Linked DNA regions of Danio rerio: region 2 is linked to region 1. A link is a contact called in public HiChIP or PLAC-seq data. All regions are on one chromosome and are shown on one strand. The core of a region is the stretch at or near the end of the contact, and the rest is flanking DNA. Distances in the headings are between cores, read along the strand shown.

Region 1 (4,836 bases), core at 12-2,511:
GAAGTCAGACCCTTAATGCATCATTCTTGAGTTCTCCCTTTGCTTATTATAAACAAACGACAAGGACATGATGTATAACTAAACAGCTACGGGTATTGTTATATAAGTTGGATTACTTAATACAATTACAGACTTGCCTTTTTAATTCACTTTATGATTAATTATATGTGAAGACATGGTTGGTTTCGATTCAGGATTCCATACTAAAGTTCTTTCATACACCATTTCATCCTTAAAAATGCTGTTTTATTTCTGTGTTATAAATGTGATCATTCTTGTGCCATTCAAGAAGATTTTTGTATAGGTACTTTATATAAGTTTATTCTGTAAAATACTTTAATTAAAATAAATGTGTAAAATAGTTTCTTATATTAATTTTGTTTTACCTTATTATAGCACTTATAGAAAAACCACATGAGTTTTACAAGCGCAATCACTTGCCAAAATTACTTATGCACGTGATTTTTTTTAATAAGATAGATGAAAAGACAGAAAGACGGACGGACAGATGGACAGACAGATGGAAAGACACCATAGATGGATGGATGGATGGATGAATGGATGGATGGATGGATGGATGGATGGATGGATGGATGGATAAATGGATAGACAGACAGAAAGATGGACAGACACAATAGACAGACAGACAAACGGACGGATGGATAAAAAGACAGACAGATAGATAGATAGATAGATAGATAGATAGATAGATAGATAGATAGATAGATAGATAGATAGATAGATAGATAGATAGATAGATAGATAGATAGATAGATAGATTTTTATTTCATTTATTAAATGTAGTGTCAATAAATCTAATGTAATAACAATATTTGAAATAGTGTGACTCAATATTGTAACAAGAATAAAAATTAATTACAAGAATAAAGTACTCAAATGAATGTTTATAAAAAGTGAACTTGTCACAGTCGTGCAATGTTATTGGCCTGAAGGATCGGTAAAATTAGGTTTTTCTCTTTTTTATTTTTATTTTTTTGAATTATAATTGAGTAGCTGTACAAGTGTGCATTTATATGCTATTATATATTAACGTTATATGAATATTCAAATTCATAAGCATACTAACATTTTAGGACGACAATGAAGTAAAATTACTGTATTTACCTCCTTGAATTCATGAGCTTTTAGGCATATCCATGTGCCCTGCTTTCTGTCTTTCTGGCTCCACCTAACGGTCATACCTGCTTTTTGCTTCAAACACCGGAAAGAATTCATACGGGAGGATGTGACGTCACCGACCAAATCCCCTTGAAGAGCTCGAAAATGGCCGTCAAAGCAAAGCGATTTTAATCTACTGTCGAAATAACGTGAGACCTGAATTTTTATTCAAAATTCAAATTCTGCTTTATAATGATTAATCCCATTATTTAATTAATTATCGGCGTTGTGTTTGTAATGCATAGACTGAACATGTGAACTGCAGCTCGCGCTCTACCGGATCGAGCATTTTCGAAATAAGAGCCCTTTGTTTTGCATGTCAAAATTACAAACATTCCTCTCTGCATTCATTCCCCGTTCACTGCATGTGGCGGTTTTAATGTACATTTTACAGCTAGAATTATTGAGATCATTCCAATATTTTGAGTAACCTATTAACGATGATAGTTTGTCAGCAAATTCGTTATTGCAGGCAACTTTTGAGCAATGGGCGGGAACTTTTATCTTAACTGATATTGTCAAGTCTGAAACTAGCGCTGGTTTTATATAACGTTAGCATTATGATGTACATGTATGTTCTCTCTCTTTTTTTAACATCTATGTGTGTTTCATTTCATTTACAGGTTTTTGGGTGTTGTTTAGACCATAAGACATTTACGTGAGGTAAGTTAATTCTTTTGGTAATATTGTTTAATGCCTACAAAATTATTGTAGCTATAATTATAAAGCTATAGTTCACTTAAAAGTAAAATGTACTCACTTCCAAGTGGATACAATTTTATTATATGTTTTTTTTTCTGTTGCACACGAAATGCATTTGAATATCATCTGGTGGATTTTATTTTTAATTTCTACAGACATTATAAGTTGGCCCACACGGAATCTGCGCAAGCAGAAACACGCAGATTTTTAGGCCATCATTGAGCCTTTTATTTACTTGTATAAATTTATATTTATTCAGTTTTTAAGTTCATTCATTCGTTTTCTTTTTGGCTTAGTCCCTTTATTCATCAGGGGTTGCCACAGCAGAATGAACCGCCAACTTATCCAGCAAATGTATAAGTTGCAGTGGATGCCTTTCTGGCTGCAACCCGTCACTGGGAAACATCTATGCACACTCATTCACTAATTTAGTTCACCCAGTTCACCTAAACCACATGTATTTAGACTTGTGGAAGTTTGTAAATTAATTTCAGTAATATTATTGACTAATATTTGGGGACAAATATTTACTTTATTTGGAGGTCTGCCAGCGAATTCTGTTAAGATTTTCCAATATATTCAAAACTCAGCTGCTTGCGTGTTAACTCATACCTCATCTCGTTCTCATATTACCCCTGTATTACACTGGTTTCCCGTTAAGTCACGCATCGTTTTTAAAACCTTGATTTTTAATATTCAATGCATCCAGAAAGTATTCATAGTGCTTAACTTTTTCCAATTTTTTGATGTTACAGCCTTTTCCTAAATTGATAAATTCCTTTATTTCCTTAAAATTCTACCCACAATACCCCATAATGACAATGTGAAATAAGATTTTTGAAATTGTTGCAAATTTATTAATCATAAAAACCTGAAAAATCACATGTACATAAGTATTCAGGTACATTCTGGCTGTTTCTCAATTCCAAGAAACAGAGAACAGACTTGTGTTCTTGTGGAGACCGGTCTTGCCAGGTGTCCTTGGAAGAACAGACCCGGGAGACAATGAGGACAGAGAATGCATCCTATGAGAAATGAGAGGTTTTTTATTTTTAATAAATTTGCAACAATTTCAAAAAATATTTTTTCACATTGTCATTATGGGATATTGTGTGTAGACTTTTGAGCAAATAAATTAATATTATCCATTTTGTAATAAGGCTGTAACAAAAAGTGAAGCGCTATGAATACTTTCCGGATGTGGATGCACTGTATAAAGCGGTTCATGGTTTTGCTCCTGATTATATATGTGATCTGATATGCTCTGGAATGCTCTTCCTACAAACATCAGGAATGCCAGTTTCCTGGACTGTTTCTTAAAACTCTAAATGATAGCCTCAAAATAATTCTGCATAAATCCGCAGATTTTTTACAAAATCTGCAGATTTATGCGGTATTGTATTGGGAGATGATTTTTTTACAATACAGTTTGTAGAGTAATCGTATCTGTCTTTTAGTAGATCTATTAGATAAGAGACTTGCTTTGTTTATCAATTAAGTGGATCTATCTGGATTTGCATTTGTAAACATTAAATAAAACTTTTTTTTTTTTTGTATATTAAGTTTTTGGTTTTGATACTCCCAAACTCATTCCACATAAATCCGCAGATTTTTCTTTTTTTTTTACAAAATTCTGCACAGAAATAGCAAAAAGTGTCAGCAGATTCTGTTTGGCCCTAATTAAGATGTTCTTGATATTGCAGGTTTTGCCTCTACACGTCATGCCACATATCACTCACAGTGAGTTTCTTCTGGAGCAGCTGAAGAGGCAACGCGAGAGAAGCTTTCTGTGTGACTGCACAGTATCCATAGGTCAGGCTCAGTATCGAGCACATCACAATGTTCTGGCAGCCTTTAGTGAATATTTCTCCACACAGTCTGTTGATGCTGGAAGAGAGGATCCCACCATAACTTTGGACCCTGAGAGCGTGAGCAGTGCCATCTTTGAAAAACTACTGACTTACATTTACACCGGAGATCTGAATATGGACAGGTGAGTTTGGGGAAATTTATCTTCATGGTTATACAGTGCACAATGTTTATATAGACATTAAAATAATTTTAAGATATAATTTCAATATGTGTTGGTGTAGTTTTATCAATTTGCAAACTTGTAAAATAATGAAACTTATTTTTTATTTTACAGATTATATAGTTTTACAGTATAAGTATAGATTTAAAAATTTATATTTACTAGTGGATATTAATCTGACACTGTGTTGTAGTTTTCTTCACTTGTAAATATTCTATTTAATTAGCACAGGTTTACTTTCACCTTTATATATTGTACTGTAATATTAGCTATAGTGAACTGATAAAATGTAGTAAATACTTTAGTATACTTTACTTTTTACTATAGTAGTGTAATTTACACTATACTGAATCATTTATTGCATTATCATGGGAACTATAAAATTACTTCACCAGAATAATTCAAGTACTTTACTTTAGTATGGTTCAAAAAGACTGTAGCATTTACTATAAATTACAATAGTACTTAAAGTGGGGAAAAATACTCCCTATTTACCCTAAATTGTAATGCAGTACTGAATATTTTGTTTCTATTTGGTTATTGCATTATCATAGGAACTATAAAACTTACTTCAATGCATTTATTTAAGTACTTTACTATATTATGGTTAAAAAATACTATAGTATTTACTATAAATTACAATAGTACTTTTTAAAGTGGGGAAAAATACCCCATATTTACCCTAAATCATAGTGCAGTATGGAATATTTAGTTTCTATTTGGTTATTGCATTACCATAAGAACAATAAAACTACTTTAGCACATTGAATACTTTCCTATAGTGTGGATCAAAACAACTATAGCATTAACTATAAATTAATAAAGTAATATACGAAAGTGGGGGAAAATACCTCCTATTTACCCTAAATTGTAGTGCAGTACTAATGATTTTGTATTTGTTTGGTTATTGCATTACCATAAGA
Region 2 (5,140 bases), core at 2,213-4,712, 150 kb after region 1:
CACAGAACACAATGATATCATGTTATCATAATGATATAATGTGTCAATGAGATCATAACTATACTGTGCATTTACACCGTGGCCATATTCATCCATGTAAACACACGAAAACAACATTAACATTGTACCAATGTAAAAAGGTAATTCCCAGCCACTAGACTTTTCTGACAGGGTATTCCAGTGTCACTGAGTGACAAAATGTTTCAAGGGCTATCTAGCCCTTCCCCTAAGCCCTAAACCTTCAAGCTTAATAGAATTAGAAGACCCCCACCCTTGTAAACGCGCAAAATGAGAGGTAGGGGAAGGGCTATGGGGTAGAATAGAGATTGGGCCTAAGGGTGTTTACTTGCTGAAATTCATATAAAAATCTTCTTTATTTGTTTTGTGCAAAGTATCTTTGTAAGGCTTTTGTACACATAATATATATTGGAAAGGAAAACATTTGTATGAAAGCTGTAAGGACCATCAGGAAGATCGCAGCCTTTCGTATCTCTCAGGATGCTTTGTGTTCTTGTGGTCTTTCAAGGTAACAGCATTAGTAAGTTTCCATTCTCTTAGTTCTGAATACTGATAAACAGCAGGTGTACAACACCAAAAAGTCATCAGTTGTATGCTTTGAAATCCCCTTCAAAATGGTGGCCACAACTGTTTTCACAATGACGTTCCCTTCGGAGGAAGATATATCCTGATTGGAATGCACAGAGAATATTTTCTATTCCAAAAAAATTTAATAAATGTTTTAATTTTCTTCCCAATTCTTAGAGCCGCTATTATGGGTTTCAGAAAATCACCTTCAATGTAGTAAAACAGCTCTGAGTAAATGAAAATGTCCAGCTTTTAAATCTGAAAGAGCCCCATGGATAAAACTATTGTTTCTCACTTAAAATATCACACATTTCTCATTTTAATTAAACTTCTAAAATTAAAAAAAAAAAAAAAAAAAGATTTTCATGAATCCAGCCCCAGCACTGCTGAAATATTGGATGGACCTAAATTTAATCTGTAATGAAGGAGCAGATCTCACCTTTTAGAGAACTGCTTCTCTGACGTGACGTTGATCTTGTTCTTCTGACGCACAATTTGCACTACATTGCCCAGGTTGCCTGTTTTGCCATTAACCTTCACCTTCTCTTTCAGAAAGGTTTCCTGTTAGTGATAAAACAGCATGACCACTAGGGAAGAGAACCCTAGGCATTCAACTAGGGAAGGGAACCCTAGTTAAGACACAGCATTAGTGATGCAACTATCTGAACCAAACTAATAATATGCATGAAAAAACTAGTGTTTGCTAAAAAAGGTTTAGAATAATATAATTACTTCCAAATATCTAAAGAGATCTACAATATACATCATGGTGTTAATTACAAACGGGGTTGGAGGGATTGAACCCCTTAAAGGACATGAAAACATGATGTATAGGGGGTCAGCCTTTTAATACTGAAAAATAGTCTGATCGGTTTATTAAATCATAATGTTATTCATTAAAATAATAAATAACATGAACATACATTTGACCACCCCTATAATGGTTCATACCATTGTGAAAGCATAATTATGCCAGTCTATGCAAGAAAAAAATTTATTCAAGTTTGAAACTGCAGATCTAGAGCACTGATAGACATTGTGAATGTTCACGAGATGTAATAGATCTCATAAAATAGGTGTCTTTATTTACATAAAGCCTGAAAGTGAAGTCAAATTAGACAGTCTGATCTAAAATAATGCCAGAAATAGATACTCAGAGAATACTGTAGATCAGAATACACGAATCCTTAAAAAAACGGAAAAGTTAAATATGTTTAAACAAATTAGATGTAATTTAAATAAATATATAATTGACTTAAGCGTTTTTTACACAAACTAACATTACTGAAAAGTTGACCCCCTGCTCAACGTATATTTCGCACACTGATATATGACTTCTTAATGTCTTGGAATTTAAACTAGGGTATATGCCGAGCTAGTGTTTTTCCCATACTGATAAACTTCCGGTGACCTGTTATTGTGAACTTTTTTCCATTTTATACGGTTCCTTTTACAGCATTGATGTTGTAATGTCATTAAAATACATTCAGTTAAATAAACTTTGGCATTCATTTAGTTGCTCAAGTGTAAAACTAGACAAAAAGCAGTTTACTTGCACGCACCTGTCAGAATCAGCAGGCTTGCGCAGAAGATTTATTAAATATACTTGGGTAACATTAATGCTCAAAGATATCGGGGGAAAATGTAATTTAATGCAGTGCTTCTTGTACAATTTAAGACCCACTTTATATCAGATATCACTCAGCCAGTGGAGATCGCAGATTTTTAAAGAAAACAGACCTTAAACGCGCCGGATTTTGCTTTGGCATACAATTCGCAGAAAGCGCTCAACCCAGGTTACTGGCAAATTAAAAGTCCTATTAGCATGCTTCGGCATATACCCTATTGCCAGACATTAAGACCAATCGGTCATCGGTTTTTACCATTTATTAAAATAAAACTTACAAAGTTTGCAGAATCGAGAATCCCATCCTCCACAGGGTGAGTGCAGTCCAGGGTGAACTTCCAGCAAGCACCCTTTTTATTCTTTCTCACAACAGTCTGCCTTTTCTGAAGAAATATACACCATTACAAATAAATCTTGAAATAATTATGCTATAAAACAAATGATCAAACTATCCAAAAAAAAAACAAAAAAAAACGCATGTTTTAATATACAAGAGATGAATTGTTGATCACTAAATAATATTGCTTTTGTTTTAAACATCTCAAAATACATATTTAATTAGATAAATTGTAAACATTTTATTGAAAGTCTGACAATACTTGGGTATTTTTTGTAAAAACACACCGCAAACGTGGAGCATGCTGAATTTATTTGATAACCTAAAACTATAGTATGAAAAATGTATCATTACACCAGATGGTGAAAGTTTGAGCAAGTAAAATGATTTCTTGCTATACAAGTTAATCCTGCTGTATAAAGCCATGGTTCCCTTTGGTCCTTGATTTTGAACGCTTTACCAGTGTACAACAGTTTACAAGTGTACCACTTGATGAGTGGATTTTTTTACTCCACTAAAACTCTAAATTAAGTTATAATGTAATGTAAATTCAAAGAAACACCAATTAAAACACTGAAGACTGATGTGAGTGTCTTTAAATATTAACCAAATACGTTCATGTTTGAATGAGTTGGTCGGGTTACACGCTCTTCCACGTGTCTCACAATTATAACTCCATCTAATGATATCACATGTAATTTCATTAAGAAAAAGTAACTCTGAACAACACATTACACGTAAAATATCGTATTTGGTATTTAATTTACACTAAAATACCAAATTTACCACATTTAGATATAAAGACCGGTCCACGGTCGAAACATACCGGTGCCATCTTGGTGAGGTTGGCGTGAAAGAGGATGTGACGTATGTTCGCGCGAGCCTTCGCAACATTTCGCACACCTGATTGGCTGCTGGTTTGGGAGGATTCAAGCTTGCGTTTCCTTCGAATCAGCGGCAAAGAATTTGTGAACGAGTCATTCTTTAGAGTCGACTCTTTTGAATTTGGTAAACCACCGCGGATCTCCGATCGGTTTAACAGTTAAACAAAACAGGTGGGTACATTTGAAATAACTTATTGAATTAAATGTATTATTGTATAAGTTCGGTACCACTTATACTAGCGTCTGTATACCAGCCCAGTTTTACAACAAATATCTTTATAGTTACTCAGTAAAGCAAAACCATGTGGGATTTCTGGTACAACTACGTTTAAAAAGATCTATCAGAATTTCGGTATTTTAATTTCTAAATAGCCTTTCCCCCCTAGACATCCCAATTAGCATTAATCCAATAATAATTAAATAAATGAGGATATATATATATATATATATAAACTGTATACATATACTTAAATTAAAATTACCTTGAGTTTTAACTTACTTTTTTTATGAAAAAGTTTAAAAGAAAATGTACGAAATTTGCTTGTTGAATTTTCATATCAAACATCATATAATTATATGCAACATTAAACATTTAAAGTGATTAAGGACTCTTAAATATAAAATATATTCCACAACCAAGTTTTTCTTTCACAATTGAATGTTTTATGATTTTATTTTGATTGTATTTCCCTAATATTGATTACACAAACCTACTTCAATTCAACATACAACATGCAATAATTTGCATGCTTGGTATCGGCAATTTGAACCAGATCTTCAGATCAGATTATCACCCCAATGAAGACTAACAAGCACATATATTTGAACATTTACAAATACACAGAGTCAGAAGGCAGATCTGGGATCTGCTTACCTAGTAAGGAAGCATGACTCACCCTTACATCACTGCAGGCATACCAGGACAAAGCTGGGTGAGGCCTCAGCAGCCACATGGCCACAACCTGACTTGCCAGTTTTTGGGCATATTTGTAGACCTCTGCAAATTTAGAGCTTTTGCTTTGCATAAAATTTTAATGCCTATCAGCTACAAAATTGCTCAAAGATTGAAATGAACCCTCTTGACTTAATTTATGCAAAGACCTGATCATACATGTAATATGCTTTGACTTTAGAGAGTGCGCTCATGGGAGCCAGTTATTAAATGAAGTTTGAGTACTGCAATGCCACATGCCTCCCAGAATGGACTGCAATACTTTCATTCAGTCAGCGCTGTCTGGGCAGCCGGCCATAATCGGGAAATGAGTGTTTGGCTCCACCCATGCAGAGGATTTGGCAGTCCATCCCAACAAATCTTTCCATTTTATTTCCCAGTAACTGTGCCGACTTTCTAAAATTACATCTCATATCATTTCAACATTTATGTTCTTGATGCGTTAATTTATCATTCAAAACCATACAATACACATATGTATTTGTATTCATGTTTAATATATTTTACCTTTAATTTGAGAACATATAAACATTGCAGACTGTGCTACTAAACAATTGTGATGCTCCCAGTATAATAACCTCATAAAGTCACCGTCTAATTAAAGTAGAACATCTGTACCTTATTAAACTGTATTGTCCAAAACACCAGACACGTTAGAATAGGTAATATTTAAAGAAACACAAAAATTCTCCATTGTAGGGCTGGCTGACCATTCAGACAAAAACGATCACAATCTGAATGGATTATCCCTATTT

Evidence for each region. HiChIP or PLAC-seq counts read pairs in DNA pulled down with a chosen protein or histone mark.
Region 2: an H3K4me3 HiChIP or PLAC-seq map of gastrula embryo shows a contact between it and region 1, with 2.3 times the contacts expected there. The contact joins the promoter of rpl22l1 here to the promoter of mynn in region 1. A contact is called at or near these places in 5 of 18 Hi-C or Micro-C datasets (embryo, hematopoietic stem cells and an unstated tissue) and 2 of 4 datasets of contacts at active chromatin or transcription factors (embryo and gastrula embryo).

The regions. Positions count from the first base shown.
Region 1 is chr24:30,382,515-30,387,350 of GRCz12tu, forward strand. It overlaps mynn (myoneurin), which reads left to right and starts at 1,262. Exons shown (of 9, transcript NM_199768.1): 1 at 1,262-1,330; 2 at 1,804-1,842; 3 at 3,585-3,874. The coding sequence starts at 3,603.
Region 2 is chr24:30,529,246-30,534,385 of GRCz12tu, forward strand. It overlaps rpl22l1 (ribosomal protein L22-like 1), which reads right to left and starts at 3,463. Exons shown (of 4, transcript NR_027625.1): 1 at 3,376-3,463; 2 at 2,491-2,595; 3 at 1,025-1,214.